Linked DNA regions of Mus musculus: region 2 is linked to region 1. Evidence: chromatin contacts called from public promoter capture Hi-C data. All regions are on one chromosome and are shown on one strand. The core of a region is the stretch at or near the end of the contact, and the rest is flanking DNA. Distances in the headings are between cores, read along the strand shown. Region 1 holds the start of Rasd1 (RAS, dexamethasone-induced 1). Region 2 holds the start of Shmt1 (serine hydroxymethyltransferase 1 (soluble)).

Region 1 (7,118 bases), core at 2,998-5,497:
TGTGTGACCATTAGCAGCTAAGACCACCCTGACCTCCAGGACTCCGGGCTTCTAATGGGTGGCTTAGGGATAGCTAAGCTTGCTGGACTTTGAGGTGATTATCCCAACTCACCAGAGACCCTCACCTCCTTAGTCTCAGCTGTGTTTCTTTGCCAGGGTGCCTCACTGACCCAGAAAACCTTGTGAGATTTGGGGATCCAGACGATCAGCCTGTGCCTGTTCCAGCCCTGGGCTATCTAGTCCTGGGGCTCATGAGACAGCATCTAAGGCTGCCTCCCTCTCCTGACATCCTGTTGTCACCCAAGGCTCACATGGGCTTTTACAAGTGCCCCGGGCTTGCCACCTAACTGTGCACAGGTCTCCTGCCTCACATTTCCAGGCCCTCTGAGGAGGCCTGGGCTTCCCCTCCCAGCCCCAGGCCAGAGCATTGGCTGGAGACCCTGGTTGGGCAGACAAGAACCACACCTTTTATTAGTATGGCCCAGAGCCTTGTTGCCCTGGGCCCATGACAGAGTCTAGGGCTGTCATCCTGAGCTCTGTCCCTCCCTCATACCCCTTCTGGTGGCGAAAAGTGCAAAGACCACTGAAGCAAGAAGTCTTTACCTGTTTCCTCACTGTAGAGAGTACCATGCACGCCCTATCCAGAAGCTCAGGCAGGTGTCCTGGTAAGGCCTGGCTAGAGAAGCATTGGTACCCTTGGCACCAAATGGGGCAGAGATGCCCCCTTTGCCACTGGTGTCCTCTTGTCCAGTCCCCTGCACCAAGAGAGGCTCAGCTCTATCACTGGCATCCCCGCATGTACCTGTTGGCTCAGTTGCAAGGCTGTGGGTATGGGCAGAGGGAAGAGGCAGCCCCAGCTCCCTGACTACTGGGTGGAGGCAGCAGTCAAGGCAGACATGGAGGTCATATAATTTCAGAGAGGAGAAGAGGCTGCAGAGGGATCTGAGGAGAGAAATGAGACCACAGAGCATGGGTGTCCTCTTCATACACCCACATGTGTCTGATGTGACTGGGCACATGTGTCTGAACCCCAGTGTGTCCCTTGGAATCCAGCAGGAGACAGGGATGGGATGGAGCCCACCAGGAGTGAGCTGGTTGCCAGAGAGCTGGGGCTGCCTCCTGACTGCTGGCTGTGTTGTTTCGAACCCACATGAAGCCAGTACATACTGTTGGGCACAGTATGTGTGTTGGGCACATAGTAGGGCAAGTTGGGGGCACATAGTAGGGCAAGCTGCTTACCCAATGGCCAAGAAGTAAAGGGTAAATGAGAAAGGGGTTGGGGTCCTACAACCACATTTCAAAGGCTCCCTCACAATAATCTAAAGACTACCCACCAGGCCCCACAGGAAGTGGAGCAGAGACAACCTGTGGGGTCCTCTTGCAGGCACAAGTAGGATTGGCCCCTGTGGGTAATGTGGTGGCACCCGATGCCCTTCTTTGTGACCCAACTTCAAAGAACCTTCTGAGTCCTCTCTGCCTCTGGATGAGGCTGTGTGGCTGGCATTTCCAGCTTACAGACCCTTGGCTTCCGCTGGACTCCCCTCAGCATTTGATCAGTTGGTAAGAGTTCTGTTCTGAGCAGGAAGCCTGACACTGCTACAAACCTGTGTGGTAAGGAAACATCACAGTGACTTCCAGAGTTTCTGGGAAAGGGATGCACATGCTGTCCCCTGTGGAGCAGTGGCCTGGGGGGACACAGATGGTAGTTGGGATTATGTGGGACAGCACTGCCTGTCTTTCAGACCCCTCAGTGTTCTTGCGACCGGAGACTTGCTGGCAGAGGCTGTGTGACTGTGCGCCTGGAGGATGGAGTCTTCCTGACAGGGTGTTTGAGCTGGGTAAATGAACCTCGGAGGTGGCAGGAAACCACCAGTGTCTGCCAGTCACCTTGCATCTAGAAGGGACTGAGGCAAGATGTCAGGCCCAGTCGTGACACTGACAGTGGAAGGAGAGAGGGCCATGAATCTAAGCTGAGCCTTGGCCATCTGGATGTCTGTGGGTAGAGCTGGACCATAGCTTTGATTCTGCCATCCCTCCTCCTCCTCCTCCTCTTCCTCCTCCCCTTCCTCTTCCTCCTCCTCCTCCTCTTCTTCTTCTTGGTTTTGCTTTTTTTTGTTTTTTTGTTTTTCGTTTTTTGTTTTTTGTTTTTTGTTTTTTTTTTTGTTTTTTTTTTGGTTTTTCTGAGACAGGGTTTCTCTGTGTAGCCCTGGCTGTCCTGGAACTCACTCTGTAGACCAGGCTGGCCTCGAACTCAGAAATCCACCTGCCTCTGTCTCCCAAGTGCTAGAATTAAAGGCGTGCACCACCTCTGCCCAGCTCATCCCTCTCTTCTTATTCCTTGGATTTTCCTGGGACTGAAGACTCAGGGGAATGGTGACATTGGCTCTGCCCATCCTGAGTCAGAGCCCCAGCCTTCCACACAGTGCCTTCTGGAGGCAGAGGAGAAGGGCCTCAGCCGGGTGCGCAGCCATTACTTGCCCCCTTAAGAGGCCTCTTCCTGCAGTGACACTCTATGCTTATTACTGAATGCAGCAGTCCTGTGTTTGGCTGAGGCACAGGTCCTTCTCCCAGATGAGGGCAGACACCCCAGGTGAAGGGAGGGGAGCAGGGGCAAGGGCAGGAACCAGGAGGTGAAGGACTCACCCCAACTGGCCTGTCCTAGATCTAGCTGATGAGTCCCGGGTTCCTCAATTGATATGGATGTAGAAGCAGCCTGGGAGGAAGGGGAGTGAATATGGATATCCTGCTAGATTGAAACGGGCCAGACAACCGCAGCAGCCTGTGTAGTGGGCTCTGTTGTGGGGGCACAGGCAGAGGGGAGGAAGGGAAGACTGGGAGCCAGGTGGCCAGCAGCGTGCTTCCCTGTGCTTCAGTTCCCCCATCTGTTAAATGCAGAGTGTTGCTTCTCTGTCTCCAGGGAGAGCATTATCATTTAGCACAGGGACCACCAAATCAATACACCTACGTTGCATGGGCTCCAGGCAGGATGCCCACTGCTGATCTAGAGACTGGGTTTCTGTTGAAATCCTGGATCATAGTGCAAGCATCTGGATGGGTGGGAATGACTTTAGCCCTGCCTGTGGGACACCAAGACTGCCTGGATGGGCAAGGGGCATTTGTCAGCCACTCGGTCTCTGGGCCTCTCCTAAATAAGACGAGGTCAGAGCAGAATAAACACAGCTCACCTGTGTCGTCAGTTACAAGCAGCAGACGCGTCCCGTTTCTCCTCAAGCATCACTCAGTCCTGGTTACTGATCAACCTGCCACCGGCTTCCTCCCCTAGGCAGCCTCCCTGATACTATACTTTTATTGTTCTGACCAGGCCCTGGTCTCGGAACGTGTTTGTACTTAATCTTTACAATCAAGGAACCAGTGTCATCTTTCAGAAAGGGAAACTGAACTACAGTGAAGGTTGTGCTTCCAGGCCTCCTCTGAGATCATCGGCCCCAGTCAGCCACCTCAGTGCAAAATGACGATGAATTGGCCCACGAGAGGGGAAAGTCCCGAAAGCCATAGGAGGCTGTAGGTACTCTGGCCTGTTTTGATTTTTTTTTTTTAAAGGGGCTTGTCTCGAAGTATGAAGTCAGGTACAGACTCTCCTCTACTGAGGTCCCCATCGATCAGATTCTCTCTAGTTGGGAAAGTAGAGCACAGGAAGTCCATGACAGCGCTCCCCGTCAGGGTCCCCAGCCAGCCTCCTGCCCCTCTCCAGAGTGGCCACAACCTTAGGCATCCCAGCGGGTCCGTGGGGCTCCCTGCTTCCCTCTGGTGGCTGAAGCGCAAAGCGCGGACGATAACATAGAAAACCCACAAACACCGGACACTAAGCCCAGGAGAGCACCAAGAGTCCGGGGACCTAAGGGGTTGGCCCTGGGGCAAATGTCCAGCAAATCTGTTGCTATCATCAGATAATATTTTTTGGGGAAACTAAGGCCCAAGAAAAGTGGGTGTCTGTGCACTAGTGTTAAGAGAATGGAGATCCCAGAGGTAAGTGAATCAAAGGCACAGCCAGGACCTCTGCGGCCAAAAGTGGGAAGCGCCGGATCCCACTGGCCGTAGTTTGGATTTAGTTTTCCTTTCAGCGCACGTAGGTCTGAAGAGGAGCCTCAGGCTCCAAGGCGGAGGTCGCTGCGTCTAGGAGGAGCTGGGCGCGTCCGGGGGCGGGACGTGACGCACCTTAGCTGGGAGGTGCCTGGCCGGGCTTCGGCCAACTGAATATAAGGGCGGTGTGGGGCGCGGAAAGCCTGAGCCTGCTGTCTGTACCCAAGAGCCCAGACCAGCTCGCGCAGTCCCGAAGCCAAGCTCTTCCGTCACTCCGGAGTTCTCTGCAGCCCTCTCTCTACCTTCTCTCGGCCACGCATCCGCCCCTGGGGCCCCTCTACCCAATGAAACTGGCCGCGATGATCAAGAAGATGTGCCCAAGCGACTCTGAACTGAGTATCCCGGCCAAGAACTGCTACAGGATGGTCATCCTCGGCTCATCCAAAGTGGGCAAGACGGCCATTGTGTCGCGCTTCCTCACGGGCCGTTTCGAGGATGCTTACACCCCTACCATCGAGGACTTCCACCGAAAGTTTTACTCGATCCGCGGCGAAGTCTACCAGTTGGACATACTGGACACATCCGGCAATCATCCGTTTCCCGCCATGCGGCGCCTCTCTATCCTCACAGGTGAGTGGGGAGTCGACGGGGATAGGGGGACCGGAGTCTTGAGGGGAGTGGATGGGGCTGGTGTGTTGTGCTTGGGGCTTGCCCCTTCACCTGGGGTGTCTGCAGCTCTGTGCCTGGCAGCTGTCCTCACCTTTCCCACTCGTTCCCTTATAGGAGACGTTTTCATTCTGGTGTTCAGCTTAGACAACCGCGACTCATTCGAAGAGGTGCAAAGGCTCAAACAGCAGATCCTAGACACCAAGTCCTGTCTCAAGAACAAAACCAAAGAGAATGTGGACGTGCCGCTGGTCATTTGCGGTAACAAAGGGGACCGGGACTTCTACCGGGAAGTAGAGCAGCGGGAGATTGAGCAGCTGGTGGGTGACGACCCTCAGCGTTGTGCCTACTTCGAGATCTCAGCCAAGAAGAACAGCAGCTTGGACCAGATGTTCCGTGCGCTCTTTGCCATGGCCAAGCTGCCTAGCGAGATGAGCCCCGACTTGCACCGCAAGGTATCTGTGCAGTACTGCGACGTACTGCACAAGAAGGCTCTGAGGAACAAGAAGCTTCTGCGTGCGGGCAGCGGAGGCGGGGGCGACCACGGCGATGCCTTTGGCATCTTGGCGCCCTTTGCTCGCAGACCCAGCGTGCACAGCGACCTCATGTACATTCGTGAAAAAACCAGTGTCGGCAGCCAGGCTAAGGACAAGGAGCGCTGTGTCATCAGTTAGGAGCCCCCAGGGTCAGCCACACAACCTGAGGACCTTTTTTGTTCAAAAGTCAAATCGGATTCCTGGACTAGCGGTCCGTGCCACAGGAGCGCCAATTGGCCTTCTCCTTCCCTCCCTGAGACCCAGCCCGGGGAGACCAAGCCAGTAAGGGACAGTCACCTGCTGTGAAAGGAAAGAGAACTAGCTAAGACAGGAGCTGTCACCTCCGATTCTGGGATGCCAGGACCCAGCAGAGGGGCGCTTGGCATTTTTCTCAAGAGGTTTGAGAAAAAGCGTGTGAAGTTCATCAGCCTGTGAGACTTAAAGTAACTGTCCTGCTCGCTTCAGGGCAGGACTAATAATAGGGCATTATCTTGTCTGTGATTGGTGTTGCCATGGCCGCTGTCAGCCACCTCTGTCCTCAGCAAACTGGAAACTTTGGCTGGAGGTGGGGGGGGGGGGTGTTCAATCATAGCCAAGTGACTTGTTTACATGTGTGTGTGCAATTACCCAAAAGAAAAACAAAACACAAAACTTGCACTTTAATAGTTCCAGTGTCAATGTGACATGAACAAAATCTCTACATTTCTATTGTGTGAGGTCTTTATTATTATTTTTTATTTAAAATAAAATAATTTAGAAACGGAAAATGGTGCTTTGCTTTTAGGTTTCCTGCCTCAGTGCTCAGTGCCAGTGGCCAAGAACTGGAGAGGGACCTGGCTTTCGGAAAATGGCCTCCCACTTCCAAGTGGGACCTGCTCTAGACCTCCTGGCTCTGTTTACCCTCTGCCTCACTTGGCCTATACCAGGGGGCCTTGTTTTGGAGAATATTCATACTCTCCTCCACAGGCCACCTGCTAATCATGGCAGGTGACAGGAAGCTGTCACACTCCGACTCTGATTACCACAAATAAGGAGGCTGAGCTGGAGAGGTGTGTCTGGGAAGATGCCTGCACTCTGTGTTTATCCCTTGCCCCAGGGTTGCCCCAGGACCTGGCCAGGGAAAGTAGCTCGCTTCTAGTGCAGCTCCCAGAAGCACTCAAGCAGGGGAGGCCCAGCTCCTCTGCACTTTCCCATCCCCCTGTTGGCTAAGGGCTCATAGTTTGTGACCAAGATCTCCTTGCCACTCCTACTGTCAACTCAGGGTTCAAGTGTCACCTTGAAGCCTCCAATTCTGCAGCTGAGAAATAGGGTCAGGAGTCAATATGGTCTCTAAGGAGTCAACACTGCTGCAGCTGCGGAGCCAAGCACTTGGTTTTCCAAGAGAGTTCTGACCTTCAAGGGATGCTCGAAAGTGTCTTGGGGGTGGGGGTGGGGGTGGGGATGGGGGTGTGTCCTGTCAACCCTGTTTTGGGAAGGGCCACTTCCAAGGCACTGCACCTCCTCAAATCTCAGCAAGGCACTCACTTCTCACCAATGACTGGCTGGCTCCCCAAGTTCCCCTGCAGGAGACATGCAGGCCTTTGTGCTAGTTGAACAGGTGCACATGCTGGGTGGAAGGAGCACAGTGAACATTTCCCTCTACACCACCTACTCAACATACCACTCTAATTCTTCATTATAAAACCTGTAATTCCAGGGGCTGAATCCAAGCACTGAGACAGAGCCAACAGGCAAACCATGTGTCCTGAGAGCAGACCACACTTTTAATTATATATCTGAAAATGTGACAGGTCACCACACGGAACAGAAGCCTCCGAGGACGCCTTCTTTCTTCCCTGTCAGGAAGAGCTGAAGCCCTTGCATTTCATGTGCTCT
Region 2 (7,118 bases), core at 2,632-5,131, 850 kb before region 1:
CCACTGTGCTCTCAGAAAACACTTCCCAGAAGATGTCACCTCAATGATGCTGGTCTCTTCTTAATCACCGCTAATTTCTTAGCTCCAGCTAACCAGCATCAATAGTCCCAGTAATGCAAAGTTTTTGCTTTGGTAGTTCTGGTATCTTGTTAATCACAGCTGATTCTTCAGCCCCAGCTAACCAGAACTACAGAATCTTCACATTCAAAACAGCAATGGCCCTGAAAAGAGTCTTTAATTTTCCCTCTGAAATTTCACAAACCAGACCTCCATCTTCTGCAGTGTTCTCAACATTATCTTCCAAGCTCCTACACAACATCCGACAGAGCTCTTAACAACGGATGGATCTTCAAGCCCAAAGTTCCAAAGTCCTTCCACAGTCCTCCCCAAAACATGGTCAGGTTGTCACAGGAATACCCCACTCCTGGTACCAATTTGTCTTAGTCAGGGTTTCTATTCCTGCACAAACATCATGACCAAGAAGCAAGTTGGGGAGGAAAGGGTTTATTTGGCTTACACTTCCATACTGCTGTTCATCACCAAGGAAGTCAGGACTGGAACTCAAGCAGGTCAGAAAGCAGGAGCCGATGCAGAGGCCATGGAGGGATGTTCTTTACTGGCTTGCCTCCCCTGGCTTGCTCAGCCTGCTCTCTTATAGAACCCAAGACTACCAGCCCAGAGATGGTCCCACCCACAAGGGGCCTTTCCCCCTTGATCACTAATTGAGAAAATGCCTTAGAGTTGGATCTCATGGAGGCATTTCCTCAACTGAAGCTCCTTTCTCTGTGATAACCCCAGCTGTGTCAAGTTGACACAAAACTAGCCAGTATACCTCCCCCCTCCCCCCCCCCCCGCCCTGCTCCCCAACCCACCCACACCAGCTTCCTGGCCCTTGCATTCCCCTGTACTGGGGCATATGATCTTCACAAGACCAAGGGCCACTTCTCCCATTGATGGCCGACTAGGCCATCCTTTGCTACATATGCAACTAGAGACTGGGGGGGTGTTTTGTTTTATTTTTTTTCAAAGATTTATTTATTTATTATATGTAAGTACACTGTAGCTGTCTTCAGACACACCAGAAGAGGGAGTCAGATCTCGTTGAGGATGGTTGTGAGCCACCATGTGGTTGCTGGGATTTGAACTCAGGACCTTCAAAAGAGCAGTCGGGTGCTCTTACCTGCTGAGCCATCTCACCAGCCCCGTTTGTTTTATTTTTAATTTAAAGATTTATAGCCAGAGGCTAGTGGTGCCTTGAAAACCAAAACAAATCAGATTTACTTATTTTTTTAAAGATTTATTTATTTAATGCATATGTGTAGACTGTCGTTGTCTTCAGGCACACCAGAAGAGAGCATCAGATCCCATTACATATGGTTGTGAGCCACCATGTGGTTACTGGGAATTGAACTCAGGACTTCTGGAAGAGTAGTCAGTGCTCTTAACCTCTGAGTCATCTCTCCAGCCCCCAGACTTACTTATTTTAATTTTATGTGCATTGGTGCTTTGTTGTTGCAGGGTATTTTCAGTAAAGTTAGTTTGTAGAAAGAACCCATGTTTGAAAGTGATGTCTAATTGAGTGACAAACAAAGTGATGAAACAGAGAAAGATTTGACAAAATAGGATATTCCCAACTCTCATAAGAACAGAAAGAAAAGAGAGGATACTCTAGTGGCTATTCCTATTTGTCAAATTGACTATATCTGGAATGAACTACACTCCAGAATTGGAAGGCTCACCTGTGATCCAGATCTTGAGACTGAAAGACACATATTTCTGACCTGGATCTTTGGCATGGAGATCTTGAGGCATAGTGGCCATGAGAAGCTTAGGCTCAGGCAAGGTAGTACATGGCTTTAATCCCTGGAGACTGAGGCAAGGAGATCTCTGAGTTCAAGGTCAGCCTGGGACAAGGAAGTCCAAGATTCAGGGGTGGTGGTTTACCCCTTTAATCTGGGACACAACTTTCTGCTGGAAGCCTACATAAGGATATTGGAAGAAGGAAGATTCAGTCTTCTTTGCCTGCTTGCCTTGTGGGACTGAGCAACTGCTAGATCCTTGGACTTCCAATCACAGCTGCTGTTGACCATTGTTGGGGAGTTGGACTTCAGATTCTAAGTCATCAAAGACTACCCATAAGTTCTGTGACTCTAGAGAACCCTGACTAATACAGGTACTTAAGAGAGAACAGCACAGAGAGAAAAGAAAAAGGAGGAGGAGGAGGCAGTTTTGCTGGGACAGTTAGAGAGAGACAGGTTGCAGAGAGAGAACAAGTTAGACACAGGTGAAGTCAGAATCAGCCAGAGAATGAGAACATATTGTCAAAGTTACACTTTACCTGTATGTATACGAAGGTGCTAAATCCCCTGGAACTGGAGTACGGATTGTTGTGAGCTGCCATGTGAGTGTTGGGAATTGAACCCAGGTCCTCTGGAAGAGCAGCAGTGCTCTTAACTGCTGAGCCATCTCTCCAGCCCTGTGGGGTTTTGTTTTTATTTTTATTATTTAAATCTATTTTTTTTTAAATTAGGGGCTGGAGAGATGGCTCAGTGGGTAAGAGCACTGCTGCTCTTGCAGAGGGCCAAGGTTCTGTTCTCTGAACCCTTGTGGTGGTTCACAGCCAACTATAACTCCAGTTCTAGGGGATTTAACACCCTTTTGCCTGCCTCTGCCTTCTGAGGGCTGGGACTAAAGGCTGCACTACTACCTCCTGACTCTAAAATGATTTTTTAAATCTTATCATTTTAAATTAATTTTGTTACTAAACAATGTATTTTTATATTTTTATGCACACATGGCAATAATATATATTTAAAAATTTATTTTATTTATATATGCAAGTGTTTGTCTGCATGTATGTGTGTACCACATGCATGCATTGGCCACAGAGGTCAGAAGTGTGCATCAGAGCCCCTGGAACTGAAGGTATAAATGGTTGTGAGCCACCCATGTGGGTACTGGGAATTGAACTCAGGACCTCGGCAAAAGCAACAAATGCTCTTAACCACTGATCCATCTCTCTAGCCCCATGGCAATATGATTTGCTTCATTCGTTTTTACTAGCGTGTGTAACACAAACAACGCAAACTCTTGTTTAGGCTAAGCAGGCTCTCTAACACCGAGCCACACAGCCAGCCTCATTTTAATATTTGAGACAGCCAGCTAGCCTGAATCTTGGTATTTAGTCAGGTTGCCCTCTGTCTCAAGATCCCTCTGCCAAAGCCTGTAGAGTTCTGGTCATGCCAGCTGGGTTTTTGTTTGTCTTGTTTGTTTTTTTGTTTACTTATTTATTTGAGATAGGGATTACTGTGGGCTGACACCAGGACCCGCGGTGGTGGCGCACGCCTTTAATCCAGCACTTGGGAGGCAGAGGCAGGTGGATTTCTGAGTTCGAGGCCAGCCTGGTCTACAGAGCGAGTTCCAGGACAGCCAGGGCTAGACAGAAAAACCCTGTCTCAAAAAACCAAAAAAAAAAAAAAAAAAAAAGATCTATTTATGTCAGGCATGGTAGCACATACTTTTAATCCTAGAACTCTGGAGGCAGATCCCCTGGACACTTGTGCATTAGTTACTGGAAACTGAACCCGAACCAGGCTCGATCCCCAATCCTATCCAGGTCTTCTGGATCACAAAACACTCCTACAATCAGCAATACTGCCCAAAAGTCCCAGGTCCCAAGGTAAGGAACCGCCCAGTCCCCTCCTCCTTCCCACCCCCTCCAGTTCAGAGCTCTTTTTTTTTTTTTTTTTTTCCGTCAGGCTTTGCCCTGCTCTGAGCGCGGGCGAATCGCGCGTGGGCAGCTGGGGGCGGGCTCTACCTGGATGCTCCCACTGATTGGGCCGCTGTAGGGGCGGGGCGGGACCAGGCTGCGCTGGGGAGAGTTTAGTGGAGCTCCGGCCTCTGCGCGCCAAGTTTGGGTTTCCCCCGGACGTGGTGTGTCACGTGGTGGGGAGGCTGGTTCCCGGAGCACGTGCTGGGCTGTTAGGACAGCCCGCTGCGGGGTTCCGGCTGGAGGTGTTGCTGTGGTCACTTTCCGCGCGCTCTCCAGGAATTCGGCGATCCACTTGCCTCTGCCTCCCTAGTGCTGGGATTAAAGGCGTGCGCCACCACAACGCGTTTAGTCCCTTTCATAAAGACCGGAGGAACAGACGTTTACGGCCAGCTCCCGAAACCAAGTGAACTGGAGGCCACCCTGCACCAAGGGTTGGAACCTTTTCACAAAATCCACGCTCCTAATACAAGGTATGTAATTTCTAATCTTTGCGATTGTTTCTTTTTGTTTTGTTTGAGGTGTGAGTGTCACACATGCTGTCCTCGAACTTGATGTGTAGCCAAGGATGACCTTGAACTTCTAATGGTTCTGCCTCCACCTCACCAGTAAGAGCTATCGCTCTCGGTTCATGTGGTGCTGGGATGGAACCCCTTGGTTTATACATGTTAACGAAGCTTCCGAGGTTTGTCTGTAATCACTGCTTTTGATTTACTAGTACAACCCTGATTATCTGCAGTGCGTTACTCTATCTAGGGGACAGGTTGGCTTGTAGCGTTCTTAGCCCAGTGCCTCTATTTCAAGGTCTGGAAGTTAGGTGACCTTTGGTTAGCTGAAGCAAGCACAAATGTGTTTAATTGAGCCAGGCAGTTGCTGGACCAGAAACACCAGTTTAGGCTCCGTACAGAATACATTTAAAATTTCTTCCTTGAGGGGAAATTGAATGGAGGTGAGTAATTGTGTTACCCAGGATTCTGGGAAGCACCAAAAGTAAACAGGAGTTCACATTCTGCCTCTGTTATATGACCTTAGTTAAAGCCACTCCAAGGCCTTTGAGAGCCTCCTCTCTTTATAAAGCAGGGCACAGAGAGACTCGCACTGTTCCTGTCCCCATTACAGCCTAACACGTGGGTATGGACTTTGGCAGACCTATAGACAGTAATAAGGAAATGCTGTATGTTTTCCCCAAAGTTAGCTCAAAAACGACAGTTCAGCAGCCAGGGCTCTGCAGAGAGACCCTGTCTTGGAAAACAAAATAATCAAAAGTCTATAGTGTGAAGATCTTCTTCCTAAGTAAGCCCTAAGTAAGCCAGGAGTGGTGGTGGCACACGCAGGAAGATCTCTGTGAATTCAAGGCCAGCCTGGTCTACATAGAAAAACCCTCTCTAAAAACATAAAACTAATGCCCTGGCCTGGGTATTGTGGTGTATGGCCTTTAATCCCACCCAGCAGACAAAGAGGTAGAAGTAGGCAGAGTTCAGTGCCAGCATGGTCTACATAGTGATTCCAGGATAGTTCTATATGGAGACCTTGTTGTTGTTGTTGAAAACTATTAAATACCTGACTGAGGCTAGGCCTGGGAAAGCAGCTTGGTTGGTAGAAAGCTTGCCTGGAATGCAGGGAGCTGGGTTCAGTCCAGCATCCCATGAAACTAAATGTGCTGAGGCGTGCCTATAAGCTGAGGACTCCTGAAGTGGGTGGGCCAGAACTTTCAGGCTCTTCTCTGCTATGCCAGTTCTGTGCCTGCCTGGGCTACATGAAACCTTGTCTTTAAAATCAATCAATCAATCAATCAATCAATCAATCAAGTATACACTAAGCTTCTTGAGCTCCTTGAAGAATTCTGAGCTAGCAAGATGGCTTCTTGAGTTAGGGGACTCACAGACAAGCCTAATGGACTGACTTTACCCCTAGGAACTTCCTTCTGTGTGTTGTAACACGTGTACCTACACCTGTACACAGTAAACAAATGGGATTTTTTTTTTAAGAATTTGAACTTTTTTTGTAGTTCAGAGAAAACTAGCTTATTTTAGTACCTTATTTCAGGAAGGACATATATTAGTTTAGTAAGGGGATGCACTACTGTGATCCGACATAGTGGTAAAAGCAGGGTGGGAACCAGGCAATCCCACGCTCTGCAGGCTGAGGTGGCCCAGTCTTTGAGTTCAAGGCCAGCTTGGTCTATAGAACAGTCTAGCCAAGACTGTTACACAAAGAAACCCAGTCTCCAAAAACAAAACAAACAAGCAAACAAACAAAACAAAAACCCCACCAGGTGGGACACTCTGGGGAGAGGCGTGGGAGCCACTGGGCTGAATGCTCCTGAGTGACACTGGGTTAAATGTTCCTGAGTAAGATGTCTGGCCCTCTGAAGAGGATTCTAAGTGGACCTTCGTTCTTTGATGGTTAGGAGATTTGCTCTTCACATTGATTAGGTCCTTTCTAACCTCCAGCAGTTAATGTTTAATGAAAATGTTGTCCTTGGGATTTGGGGAGCAGAGGTCCGAGCCTGACTGGTGTGTGGATTCTGGTTCCCACTTGCCAAGGGCCCAGACAGGTGCTGGGATTTCATGGGTTCTGATCTTGAGAGAGGAAGCTCAAGGGTAGCCAGAGAGGCCCAAGGTCCTTGGCGTGATATCTGAAGTCTTTTTTTTTTTTTTTAAAGATTATATTAAAGGTAGGTTTATTGGGAAGCTGCTCTTGGGTGAGTTCACTGGCCCCAAAGATTGAGGCCCGGGGAGTCCCCATGGGGGTAGGGGGTGGAGAAAGAGGAAGGGTACACACATGCAGAGCAGTAGAGGCATCTGAAATCTCTGTAAACATGTCCTTCCCAGGGAGCTGCAGCTGGGCTGGCAGAAGCACATTTGAGCATCTGGCTCTGTGCCTGGTGATTTCATGCTTGTGTTTAAATAACAACTACTCTGGAAGTCCTAACTAGAGATTTCTGTTTGAGGATGATAACACTTCCTTTGTCTACCTCCTGCAGAGATAGAAGGAGCCCTATGGGTTGGGAGTGTTTGCATTGTTTGCCCCTTGGTTTTGTCTGTGTACAGTATGTCCTCTTGGAGAGTAGGCTCTTTTGTGTTTGGCTGCTTTCTGCTGGGTATCCTTGTGGCCTCCTGCCCTGGTTACCTCTTACCTGAAGCATTTAGTTCGTCACAATTTGGGGAGGGGGGCACTTATGCATTCAGTAGTGGGCTATGCCTTCTCTACCATAGACTAATATTGAATACATAGACCAAGAGGAAGCCCCTTAAAGGCAGGGCTCCAACTGGGCTTGCTGACCACAGCACCAAGAAGTAGTAGCCCAGGGACAGTATTAAGTCCTTGTCCTGTAAATAAAGTTTAT

The links. Capture Hi-C pulls out chosen DNA fragments and counts their contacts.
Region 2: a contact with region 1 is called in a promoter capture Hi-C map of pancreatic islet. The contact joins the promoter of Shmt1 here to the promoter of Rasd1 in region 1.

Annotation. Positions count from the first base shown.
Region 1 is chr11:59,962,073-59,969,190 of GRCm38.p6, reverse strand. Rasd1 (RAS, dexamethasone-induced 1) reads left to right here and starts at 4,247. Exons shown (of 2, transcript NM_009026.5): 1 at 4,247-4,671; 2 at 4,825-6,010. The coding sequence starts at 4,386. The coding sequence ends at 5,381. Med9 (mediator complex subunit 9) reads right to left here. Exons shown (of 2, transcript NM_138675.3): 2 at 5,885-7,118.
Region 2 is chr11:60,808,028-60,815,145 of GRCm38.p6, reverse strand. Shmt1 (serine hydroxymethyltransferase 1 (soluble)) reads left to right here and starts at 3,881. Exons shown (of 12, transcript NM_009171.2): 1 at 3,881-4,242.